Linked DNA regions of Sus scrofa: region 1 is linked to region 2. A link is a contact called in public Hi-C data. All regions are on one chromosome and are shown on one strand. The core of a region is the stretch at or near the end of the contact, and the rest is flanking DNA. Distances in the headings are between cores, read along the strand shown. Region 1 overlaps SUSD2 (sushi domain-containing protein 2). Region 2 overlaps BCR (breakpoint cluster region protein).

The links. A called contact is a pair of places that touch in the nucleus more often than the background predicts.
Region 1: a contact with region 2 is called in a Hi-C map of retroperitoneal adipose tissue, with 1.8 times the contacts expected there. The contact joins two enhancer-like sites. A contact is called at or near these places in 3 of 5 promoter capture datasets (fetal liver, fetal skeletal muscle and liver), 9 of 47 Hi-C or Micro-C datasets (alveolar macrophages, blood, embryonic fibroblasts and 6 more) and 2 of 2 datasets of contacts at active chromatin or transcription factors (alveolar macrophages and skeletal muscle).

Annotation. Positions count from the first base shown.
Region 1 is chr14:49,674,486-49,680,192 of Sscrofa11.1, forward strand. It overlaps SUSD2 (sushi domain-containing protein 2), which reads right to left. Exons shown (of 16, transcript XM_013983126.2): 6 at 5,704-5,707; 7 at 5,404-5,489; 8 at 5,061-5,329; 9 at 4,845-4,988; 10 at 4,595-4,747; 11 at 3,999-4,247; 12 at 3,616-3,888; 13 at 3,300-3,476; 14 at 3,116-3,218. Among named protein-coding and RNA genes, the nearest start is that of SUSD2, 6.4 kb to the right of the region's middle. Within about 2 kb of position 1,731, at least 14 of the 83 cell types and tissues checked have an H3K27ac peak or open chromatin away from gene starts, as enhancers often do. A contact at or near this core is called in omental adipose tissue and retroperitoneal adipose tissue, where this site is marked.
Region 2 is chr14:49,320,006-49,326,210 of Sscrofa11.1, forward strand. BCR (breakpoint cluster region protein) reads left to right here. Exons shown (of 23, transcript XM_021074056.1): 23 at 1-2,104. Among named protein-coding and RNA genes, the nearest start is that of SPECC1L, 9.8 kb to the right of the region's middle. Within about 2 kb of position 4,051, at least 14 of the 83 cell types and tissues checked have an H3K27ac peak or open chromatin away from gene starts, as enhancers often do. A contact at or near this core is called in omental adipose tissue and retroperitoneal adipose tissue, where this site is marked.

The DNA.
Region 1 (5,707 bases), core at 481-2,980, 350 kb after region 2:
TTTTAAATTCAGCTGAAGCCAGACTCCTCCAGGAAGCCCTTGCTCACTGACCTCCTGCTCCCACGATGTACTGCACTGCAGTGCCCACCCCCTCCTCCTGAGCTGTATGGACCACCGGCACGGGGACTGGGGTCTCCCAGCAGAGGCCTGGCCCAGGGCAGCCCGTAGGTCACCTGGGACTTGTGAGAGGAGGCAGCCTGACAGGGGAGGGGCCCTTGCTCCCCACCTTGGTCCCTCTCCCCCACATCGGTGGACAGCCACTGTTCAGGCAACAGGAAGCCCAAGTGGGATGCTGCAGGGGAAGTGGGTGCTTCCGCCATGGAGCCCGTGGCAGGGCTGCTGCCTGGGTCTAGATGCCTGCATGGTTCTCTTTCCCGGGGACCTGGCCTGGCTCCGTGGCAGCCTCCTCCCTTTGTCCCTCGCCCAGGTGCTGCAGGGATCCTGTGCTGCCTCACTGGCTCCTATTTGACATGCCAGCTCACTCATCACCTGGATTACTGTGTCTCAAACCCTGATGGTACCAAGGACTGGTCACTGGGTTTTGGTGCCAACATTTCCTGGGGCTGAGGTTTGGGAAGACCACCTGAGGCCAGGGTCCCAAACTTGGTGTCTCTAGGGAGTCCATGCCTGGCTCTGGGACTGTGCGTGTGCTCACACAGGCACAGCTGCACCCTAGACTCCCTAGAAGTCCCTGGGAAAACCCTGCCAGGTGCTGGGACTTCCCGGCCTGGCTGGCCCAGCACTGGTAACGCGTGATGTCTGAGGCCAGAGCCACAATGGATCCCTTTTCAGTCTGGGGAGAGGGGCAGTTCCAGGGCCCGTCCTGTGGGACAAGGGTTGGGTGGGGAGCCTGAGGGAGGCCATGCTTTACCCTGAGAATGAAACCTGGCAGGGGAGGCACCTCTGATCCTCAGACGTGATTGCACTTCCCCTCCTCCGAGCCTTTGCTCAGGCTGTTCCTCTACCTGGAAAGCCCTCTGACATTGAGAATTCGACCCATTCTTGGAGGCCAGACTGGCAGCTGTGAAGCTGCCCCTGCCGTCCTGGGCCCTTGTGTGCTCTTCCCTTATGTTCTGGCCTCCCTAACTGGGAAACTGACCCCTGACCCACTGGCAAGTGCCTTGCCGGGTGGCACAAGGGAGGTGCTGGGGACTCAGGCTCGGGGGCAGGTCAGCCTGGCCTTACCTCATCTGCAGAGAGGAAAGTACCTGCCCAGAGGCCAAGGGGCCGGCCCTCAGCCCTCCTGTTCTGAGCTGGGAGCCCAGAGGTGGGGAGGCAGGGGGTGGGGTCTGGAAAGACAGGAAGCACTGAGCCTATCCCCCTCATCCAGAAGCTCTGCCCCCAGGACTCCCCCAACCCCAGTCCTAGCTCTGTTCTTTCAAATGTGCCCCATCATGCAGACTCCAGGAGTCCCTCCAGACGGGATCTGCCGCTGCCACCCAGCCCCCACCTCTGGCCAGGACCCTCTGCCAAAGGTGGGGCTGTGGAGGGAAGGAGGCCCAGACTCTGATTTAAGTGGTCACTGCCTGTTGGACACCTTGGGTAAACTGAACAACCTCTCTGCGACTGATGGATGACTCGAGGCCCCCCAGATGAGGGGAGATGAAAAGGTGGGCCAGCACGAGCTTTGGCCAAGCTGTGACCACAAGCCTGCTGGCCCAGCGGCACTGCCCTCCGTCAGGGCCTGGGTCCCTGTAGCCTCCATCGGCACTGTTCTTACCCTCTGCTTCCCCCACGTGGCCATTCTGGGCACTGCAGGATACGGGGAGTGAGCTCCACCACAGCCTCCCAACCCAGAGTTCTAGATCTCCTGGGCAACCCCTTCACCTCACTCCACTCCGGCTGAGCCCTGCCCTGGCCAGGGGGCATCAACCTCCAACCCTGCACTTCCCAGAGCTTTCTCCATCTGAGACCTATGATGCCAATCTGACCCCATCCTACCCTCCCACTGCCCCCATTCACCACTTTCACCACAAAGCAGGCAGCAATAGCAGAGGCCTGGACGAACCTCTGGACACACCTGAGCAGAGGACCTGGAGACCTAGACCAGCTGGGCACAACATTACCAGACTGCCTCTGGGGCCATGCCGGGGCAGGGCAGGGAGGCGCCCAGGGCCAGGTTGCCAGCTTGCTGCGGGGTGAGGGGCAAGCACCCACACTGGAGGGTGGGCTGACCAGCCCTGTCCCTTCTCCAGCCCAGCGTGGAGAATCCTCCATGGAGAATCCTCCACCCCATGGCGAATCCTCTACCCCACACTATGTGGTCATGGTTCTAGATTCCACTTTCCAGATGGAGAGACCTGTCCCAGGTGACCTGGCAATGGATGAAGGCCTAAGAACCAGGTTGCTCTGAGCACAGCATGAGCATCAACAGCAGGGAAGGGGCACAAAATGCTTGTTTGCTCCCCCTACAGGCAAGAAGGGGTGTTTCAGGAGATGTTTCAGGAGATGTTCCAGAAGACTTAAGAGGCACAAGCCTGGAGCTTAGAGGGTGAATCTCCACCGCCAAGGCTGGACCCACCTAGAACCTCAGGCCAGACTCAGGGTCTGTGAATCAAGGCAGTTCGGCCCTGGGGCTCCCTGCTGGGGCCCCAGAACTCAGTACAATTGGGATCAGGGTCCTGGGCTTGGGATCTGCCGTACTTACTGGTCTTTGAATATCAGGTGCTAAGTATTAAGGCTCGAGAGATAGGCCTCAGAATTCAAGGGTAAGGAGTCTAAGGTCTGAGGAATTAGAGTCATGGGTATGCGGGGAACGGGGCTCAGGAACTCCACAGTTTGAGCTTGGGGTCCAGGGTCTTTGGTGACCTAGGGGAGCACCAGGACTTGGCTCCACGGGATGGCATTAAAGGCTCAGGTCCCAGGTATGTGGGGCCCAGGTGTGAGCACTGGGGATCTAGAGATGAAATACTGGGTTGCGCGTTCTTGGGAGTTTGGGAGGCTGGTCCTTGGCCCCGACTGTCTCAGGCTGCAGGCCAAGTGTGCTGCCCTCAGGGTTGCGAACCCCAGATGGCCCTGCAACAGAGACTGGGTCTAGAGCAGGCATGGTGCTCCCACCCACGCCCCAGGGCCCCAGAACCCGGATCAGCAGACTGGGGTCTGGGAGGGGTCTCACCTGCTGCTCTTCCTGCGGCGTAGAAGCACGTAGATGAGTGCGACCAGAGCTACCACTGCCAGGCCTCCAAAGATGATGCTCAGCAGCACTGTGTAGCTCCGTCCTGGTGAAGAGCAGGCAGTGAAGGCTGCCGGGCAGGGCAGTCAGTGGGGTGGGGCGATGCTGGTGGGCGGGGCATCCTTACCTGGCTGGCAGGTGGGGGTGGGCCAGGACCAGGTGCCATCAGCCTGGCAGGTGCTGGCCTCCGCTCCAGCCAGGCTATAGCCTCTGTCACAGTGGAAGTGGATGGTGGAGCCCGCCAGGTAGCTCACGCCCTCCTTGTGCCCGTAGGAGGGTGGGGCCAGCCAGCCGCAGGACACCACTGGGGTGGAGGCGGGACATAGACCACAGGCCTGAGATGCTGGCTGCTGGCTGCTGCCACCAGCCTAAGAGACTGAGTCCCAGTGCCAGGTGCCCCCCTCCCCCATCTCCCCATCTCCCCAGCCCTCTACCCCCCTCACCCGGCTGCAGGCTCTGCACACGAAACAGATGCTGCATGTGGGCCACCCGTGAGGCATTGCCCATGCTCAGGCTCCCGGTGGCCGCCACATCGAAGTTGCAGAAGTTGTTGTCCCCGCACAATTCAGCCACCTCAGTCGGCTGGCTGGAGCTGGAGGTGGTATCCTCGGGGAAGAGGGGCAGGAAAGAGGGGTCATGCTTGGGCTGGAGCAGGAAGTTTTCCACCAGGACCTTGGAGTCATAGGTGAGCAGGGAGGTGGCGTTCTCCACAGCCCCTGGGGAGACAGTGGCAGGCCTGGCTGATGGCGAAGGTCTGGGGTCCCCTCTCCCCTCCATGGAGCCTGCTGGCACCATGCCCCGCCTCTCCAGCCTGTGCCTCACTCACAGTCAGCCCCAAACCGGAACAATTCTCGGGAGCTGGCACTAGGGAGTAGGACCTGGCCATTGCGCAGGGTGAAGTCATCTGCGGGGTCGTTATTGAGGGTCCCGAGGAGGCCTCGCGTGTGGGTCAGGAACTTCTCAGGCAGCAGGACCGCCACACTCAGGAACGGACCCTTGAGGCTGACCTCCAGGCCGGCCCCCGATGACAGCATGACTGATACCTTGTCCCCAGCAGCGACTGAGAGGAACATGCCTGGCACAGGTGGAGCTGGGGTCAGGGTTGCCCCTGCAGGCAATGTGCTGTGACCTCATGGCCCCAGGATGCATGGGCCGGCACCCATGGCTTCCAGTATGGGGAGGGCATCCCCAGGGCCCAGCCTGCTGTGACACGCCACCACCCTAGTCGGTGGACATGAGGTGCCCAGGCCCAAAGAGAGCCCCCAGACCAAGGCCATACCTTGGGGTTGCCTGTGAACCCTCACGCCCTCACTGGAAGACCTCTGCCCCCCCCACCCGTGTTCTGCCTTCTGCCAGGGCCGCTGAGAGAGATGGGGGCTGGGCAGGGAGGGCAAGGGGGAGAGGGCCCTCCATCCCACTCACCCTTCAGGTCCATCCAGCTCTGCTCCGCGAAGCTGAGAACCTCCTGATTCAGCAGCACCTGCAGGAACCCACCAGCCAGCCGGACCTCCACTACATCTGAGTTGCCCTCCTGGATGGCCACGGCAGTCAGCCCCGTGCCTCGGTCCTGAGAGCCTGGGATGGTAGGTGCAGAATGGGGTCCACTCAACCCTAGCCTCCTCCTCCCGAGGGAAGACCCTGAGCCACCCAGAGCCCCAGCGCCCAGCCTCACCCTCAAGTGTCATCCTGGTCTGGGCCCGTGCCTGTACCCTCAGGTTGGTCAGCCCGGCCTCCAGCAGCACGTACTCGCCGCGTCCATTGAATGTGAAATTGGTGCCATCGAAGGTGACGAAATGTGGGTCACCGAAAGCGGAGGCTGGGGAGAGCGGAGGGTCAGGTGAGTTGCCCGTGCCCAGCCCTGCCCGGGACCACACCCAGGTGCACCCACCTAGGCGCGGGGGCCGATAACTGCGGCAGTCACTGGAGGGCCGTCTCTGCATGTAGCGCGAGCACTCGGGCGCCCAGAGGCAGCAGTAGTAGAAGCTGATGACATCATAGAGCCAGTGGGAGAGGCCGGGCACACGGGGTGGCACTCGGTAAGGGGGTGCGCCCCAGTCGTGGCCACGGTCCGGGGTGCTGCCGCCGATGGAGTCGGTTGTAAGGAGCTGCAAGCCGGTCTCCGTATAGCAGCACTGCTGGCCTGAGCCGTACTGGGAGCTAGGGGCATGGACAGCTGCTGTTGGGCTCCTGCCCGCCCCCGCCCCTACCCTGCCCACAGGCTGGGGGCTCACCTGGCTTGCACGGAGCGAACGCAGTGCACAGCCCCTGGGTGATAGGTGCACACGCTGCCATGCTCCACGTCACAGCCATAGTCCGTCTGCAGAGCAGCTGGTTGCTGTCACCTGCATTGGGCTCTGCCATCCCTTCCCTGGGAGCCAACCTCTCAGGGGCCCTCAGACCCCAGCATCACCTCCCAGGCTTCTACCTTCCTCCCCCTGCACTGTCTCTTGCAGTGGGGCCATGTGCCTGGTAGGGCAGCTGGCCCCGACTGACCTCCCCCAATCCTGGCCGTGATGGGGTTGGGGGCTCACGTGG
Region 2 (6,205 bases), core at 2,801-5,300:
CTGTCAAGGGAACAGGAGCAGATTTCAGCACTGTCCTGGCTTGAATAAGTACTGCTGCTTCAAGCCTGAGGGCCAGGCCCCACCCTCTGTGGGTGGAGTTTTTGATTTCCCAGACTTAGAAATTCCACTCCTGTTTGTAACAGGGCTTGCAAAGCTAAGTCTACTCTTTGCAGCGCTTGACCCCTTTCACCTCCTTTCTTCTCTTTCTTTCCAGAAGGATCTATGTAGAAATGGGTCTTCCTGCTCTGTCCTGTTGCTTTGTTTTTGCTGATCATGTGCCCCTCGGCAAGCAGCTCCCATCCAGGACTTAACACCAGGGGAGGGAGGCCCAGGCTGTGCACTTTATGGCTAGTTGTCTAGGGAGAGTGACCCGGAGCACCATTCCAGCTGCCCTGCCGGGCACACGCCATCCTCCTCAGCTCACAAAGGCCTTGATCTCCGGCTTCCTCCAGCCTGTGGCCCAGCCACCCCCGCTCTCTCCTCCCCTAATGGTTCCCCTATAGACGGCTCCCCTCCTAGCTCTCTGCCACCCCCTGCACACACTCAGCAGCAGACTTTTGTAAAGGTTTTCTCTTGGCAGCAGCGGCAGCTTGCCAACAAGACAGTTTGTTTTAAACTTTGATCCGAATAGCCTTTTGATACTTGAATATTTTTAAGTTTTATACATAGTTTCTAATTTTCTTCCTAACAGATTCAGATACCTAATAAGATGTTAGAATGTACTCTGTGGACAATCGGAGTCCCAGTGGTATCCTGTCTTCCTCCTAGCGCCAGCTCAGTTTCCACCAGGAGACTGCTTCTGAAACCTCTGCAGCATCTGGGGTTTGGGGGGTTGGGGACAGGGGCTAGCTACTCCACAGGCCAGGCCGAGGGTGGGCTCCCATCCCAGAGCAGGTGGAGATACAGACCCGCCCACTGCCTGCCTGGCCACACTCAACGCTCCTGGTAACCCTTCTGACCGGCTGACCTAGGGGAAGAGGAACTGGGGGGGCCGCAAAGTAGTTTGAAGAAACAAGTCTGTGAAGAATTGCATCACTTTTTTCAAAAAAGGGTCGCGGGCGAGGAGAAAAGAAACAAAGGCCAAGTTTCCATGCTGGACTTGCAGGAAGAGAGGATGCAGCTGAACCGGAGGAGAGAAGCAGTGGCATGACTCAGGAAAAGGCATTTGCTTTCACATGATTACACCCGGTAGCAGGAGGCACTGTCCCATGACCCCTCCCATGTCCCTGGCACCCAGTGAGGCAGTGGGCAGCTCCTGCCCAACCTCACAGCACACGGGGGCCACGTGCCCCCACTCTCCCCTTGGCCTGTAGACCTGCCAAGGCAGGGGACCAAAAAAGAAGTCACTTGAAGGTCTTAAGTCTGCATACTGTATTTATTTAGTTGTACTTTTTACTCGCAAGACCCACCATTTTGAGGCAGCACTGCCCTTCTGGGGGAGGAGGGCAGGGAGCAGGGTCCTCTGTCCTCTGCACATTTCCGGACTCAGTGGGTTTCCCAGGCCACCAGATCCCGGCCTCTTCTGGCCTGGCTTCCATGTTCCCGTCCAGCCCTGCAAGGGGAGCACCCTTCGCTTAGAAAAGCCAGACCCAGCCCTTGTTTCTGTTTCCCTGGAGTCCCATGATTTGCGTCTGTCGCACTGAAACTGGAAAGCAATCTCTCAGTGTCTGTGCCAACTTTCATTCCCTCCCCCACCTCCTTCCCCTTTCTGCTTTTTATTTATGTAGGATGTGTGCTGTTTAATGGTGGAATGTCAAAGCGCTCCTTTGCTGGGCCACAGTGGCGGCAGTCACTTTGGGTCCTCACGTGCCCCGTCCTCCCCCTGACACTCAGGCCTGAGGGTTGGCAAAGCCAATGGGCAGGTGACAGCCTAGGGCCCACATGTGACCTTCTTTGAGGCTCGGCTGCCGGACTCTGCGACGAGAAGAGACACCTCGCCGCCCCGGGGCCCTGGGTCTGGAGCAGCAAGCTCAGGGGGCAGCCGGACCCCACGCTGGTGGGTGGTGGTCTCTTGGCAGCTGCAAGTCCAAGTTGAACTCGGCCGTCTCTGTACCACTGTGGGGAAAAGGACTGCTGACACTTTCATTAAAGTTCCCTGAGATGACTTGCGTCAGTGGTGATGGCTGCAGGGGAAGGAACCCCCATGATCGGAACCTTTGAGGGTCCCGGAACTGCTGGGACGGGGCTGGGGGTGGCATCAAGAGCTGAAAGAAGGAACAGGTGGAGCCGACAGTCCAGGCCGGGGTCCAGCGGTTGCTCTGCTGAGCGTGGGGTTATCTGGTTTGGGACAAATGGCAGAGGGGACACCAGCCATGCTGAGGACAGGGGGGACTCTAGCCACACACAGCCTGGCCCTGCCCAAGCCCCTTGGCCTCAGTGGTTTCCGGTGATGCTGCCAGGTCCAGCCTTTCTGTTGCCACAGACAGGACATGGGTCACTTTCAGCTGCCATTGGCCTCGCTCTCTGAAAAGGCCACTCAGCTTACAGGGAAGCCACATCCAGGTGGAGATGGGCATGCAAGGTAGGCATTCCTGATGCAGACTGAGGGAGCTGAGGCCACCCCGATTCGGCCCCTGTCAGCCTGAGCTTCTCCCAGGGTCTTCGTCAGACCCCCCCAGGAAGAGGGTCTCCTCATCAGCTGCCTGGTCAGCTCTCAGGGTGTCTGGGGGGAATGTGGCACAAGGTCAACTGCCTGGACTGTAATTCCCTCTCCAGCCCCGCCAGCTGTGGAGAATCACTGGTGTCATTTTACCAAGGGGACGGATGTTGTGGAGTGTCCTGGGGAGAGTGGGATAGAGGGCATGGCCCTGAGCTCAACTCAGCCTTTCACTGGCCCATGGTGACCTGGAGGAGGTCACATCAAGGGTGTGACAAGACACCCTGGGGGTAAACCTCCAAGCTCGGGCTCCAAGGACCCAGCCCCCCTCCCCCAGGTGTAAGGGTTGGCATTGGGTCCTGCTGGCATTGGAAAAGCTTGGGAACATGGAGCCATCCACCCCCAGGACATGTGCATAAGGAAAGGGCTGCCATGGCCCTTCTCCAAGTATTTGGCTCCTAAAAGGCTAGTTAGCTCTCTCTATTGCGACCTTTCCCGTCCTATTTGAAAAGCTTTTTTTTTTTTTAAAGCCCCATTGCATCTCTCTTACTAGGAGTTGATTTTTCAGGCAAGAGCTGACTGTCCCTGTTTTCTTGAGAGCAGAGGCTCTGTCCAGTCAAGTCCAGGCCAGTGACATGGCCCAGGGAGCAAGGTCTTACACCTCAGAGGCCTCTTAGTCCTTGACTGGAGAGGTAGACAAACAGGCACACAAACCACACACCTGGTGTTTTGTTTTTGGTGGGTTTTTTTTGGCCACACCCATGGCATGCAGAGGTTCTTGGGCCAGGGATGGAACCCAAGTCACAGCAGTGACCCAAGCTATAGCCATGACAATGCCAGATCCTTAACCCACTGAGCCACTAGGGAACTCCTCATCTGGTGTTGGTTGAAGAAGAGAGACTGGGATCTTGGTGTCTCAGTCCCCACAAGCTCACTCCCTTTCTGATGGACTAGCTGTGGCCAGACTAGCCGTGCCTATGCAGGCACCTGGCCAAGACCTAGTGTCACACACCTGGGCAAACTAAGGGAGAGCAGGAGTTGGTGTCGAAATCTCAGCAGAGGAGCTCCCCCTGTGGTGCAATGGGATCAACAGTATCTGGAGCACTGAGATGCAGTTTCAATCCCCTGCCCAGCACAGTGGGTTGGAGGCTCAGGCATTGCTGCAGCTTCTGTTTGGGTCACAGATGCGACTGGGATGTGATCCCTGGCCCAGGAACTCCATATGTCACACGGTGCAGCCAAAAGATAAGAAATTTCAGAGGAGCTTGTATACTGCCCCTCCCCTCCAAGAATGCCCCAGTTGCCTTAAAAGGAAGAATTTCCATGATGCAACTGATGATGGGCTGTCACAAATAGCCCTGGAAAGATCAACAAAATTGAGGGGGTGACAGACACCAGCCCTTGAGGAGGCCCAGATGGTATCCCAGAGCAGCTGCCAGGGGCCAGGGGGCAGGGTCAGGGCTGAGAGTTACCCTGGGTGAGGGAGGGAACTGTCAGACCCAGGCAGGGGCAAGGGGAGAAAGCCCTATGTCACCCCAAATCTTCCAGGGTGGAAAGCCAGCCAGGGCCTCAACAGGCAGCCATGAAAACAGCTTCCTGGAAAACGGCCCTGATGCATGCCTCATCCATGTCCAGATTGGGAAGGAAACCAGCTGCCTGGGGGACAGAGACTGTTCGTGTGCATGTCCCCAGACAAGATTCACTGAGAAGGACATCACAGGCCTTCTCAGGGCCTCTCTGGCCATTCAGTCGGAGCACTGCGGGCTCAGTCCATATACACCTCTCCTGTGGGAACCATGCAGAAACCCTGCTTAGGATTTTCAGCCACTTTGTGGGAACCTGAGCCCAGCAGCTGGGGATGGTCAGGTTCAAATGGGATTCTGGCCCAGGAGGGGACCTTAGGACTAGGGACTGCCTGGGTTCAGGTCCTGAGTGGCTGCTAGATGAGCAGCCCCCAGGATAGAGGGCAGCAGGATGGTGACCATCCCATACCTGGGGTCCCCTGGGGCTCAGGAGCTCCAGTGACCACTGTGGGTAAGCCTCCCAAACCCAAGACCCAGGCTCAGGGGCCAGCATGGGAAACCCAGACCCGCGCAGAGAGAAGCAGATGATGTAGAGGGAAGCAGATGCTAGAGCTGCTCTTTTAAATATAATCGCTGGAGTTTCCATCATGGCGCAGTAGAAACGAATCCAACTGGGAACCATGAGGTTTCAGGTTTGATCCCTGGCTTCGCTCAGTGGGTTAAGGATCCAGCGTTGCCATGAGCTGTGGTGTAGGTCGCAGGCGTGGCTCGGGGCTGGTATTGCTGTGGCTGTGGCGTAGGCCGGTGGCAAGAGTTCTGATTAGACCCTAGCCTGGGAACCTCCATATGCCTCTGATGCGGCCCTAAAAGGACAAAAGACAAAAAAATAAAATAAAATAAATAAATAAATAAAATCACTGCTTAAAAGCTGCCTTGCTGAGGTGTGCAGACCTGGTTCCCACTCTGGCTGCCCAGCCCCCTTGAACCTAGCCTCCCCACAGCCACTGGGTTTTGGGGGGATAAGCAGATGAGGGCAGAAGGAAAGGGAAGCAGTGGGGAGAGGGGAATAGCTGCTGTTTCTTCTATCTTCTGAAGTGAGTGGGAGCTGATTAGAAGTTATTTGGAACAGGAGTTCCTGTTGTGGCTCAGTGGTAACAAACCTTACTAGTATCCCTGAGGATGCAGGTTCCATCCCTGGCCCCGTTCAGTGGGTTGAGGATCCAGCGTTGCCTTGAACTGTGGTGTAGGGCACAGATGCAGCTCAGATCCTGCACTGCTGTAGCTGTGGCGTAGGCCAGCAGCTGCTACTCTGATTCAACCCCTAGCCTGGGAACTTACATATGCCGCAGGTATGGCCCTTAAAAATAAAAAAGAAGTTATTTAAAATGGGCTATAGATGGAATGTGTGACTTTGTCCTCCATCAGATGACCATGCCCAAGCCACCTTTCCCAGGCAGGGCCCACTGGTGACAGCCAGGAGAAGACTCCTGGGGCTCCTGTCAGTGGGCAGCAGCTATAGGAGCCCTGTCCACCCTGCCAGGCTGGTCTTGGACCCTGTTTGACCATTGGCACCCCCAGGCCACCTTGGGCTAAACCTGCCTCCCAGCAATGCCACATCGGGGTACTAGGGAGCAGCAAATTCCTCTCCCACCAGCTGGCATTGCCCACACCTCCTTGTGTTCCTTCCTGGCCATCCTGAAGTTTTCCAAACTCCCCTGCTCCTTGGCAGTTACCTATGGTTGTGTCCCTCCCCAAATTCGTATGTTGAAGCCTTCACCCCCAATGTGACCCTGCTCAGAGATCCCCTTTAAGGAAGCAATTGAGGTTAAATGAGGTCATAGGGGTGGAGCCCTAATCCCATACGACTGGTGCCCTCATAAGAAGAGGAAGAGACGCCAGAGATCCCTCCACTGCTGACAGGAAGAGAGGCCTCAGCAGAAGCCAGCCTGATGGCACCTTGACCTTAGACTCCGGCCTCCAGAACTGTGAGGATATCAGAGGCTGTTGTTTAAGCCTCTGGGTAACTTACTATTTCAACAGCCCCAGTCTACCGATGCAAGGGCCTTTGGCTGTTTTGACCCCCGAA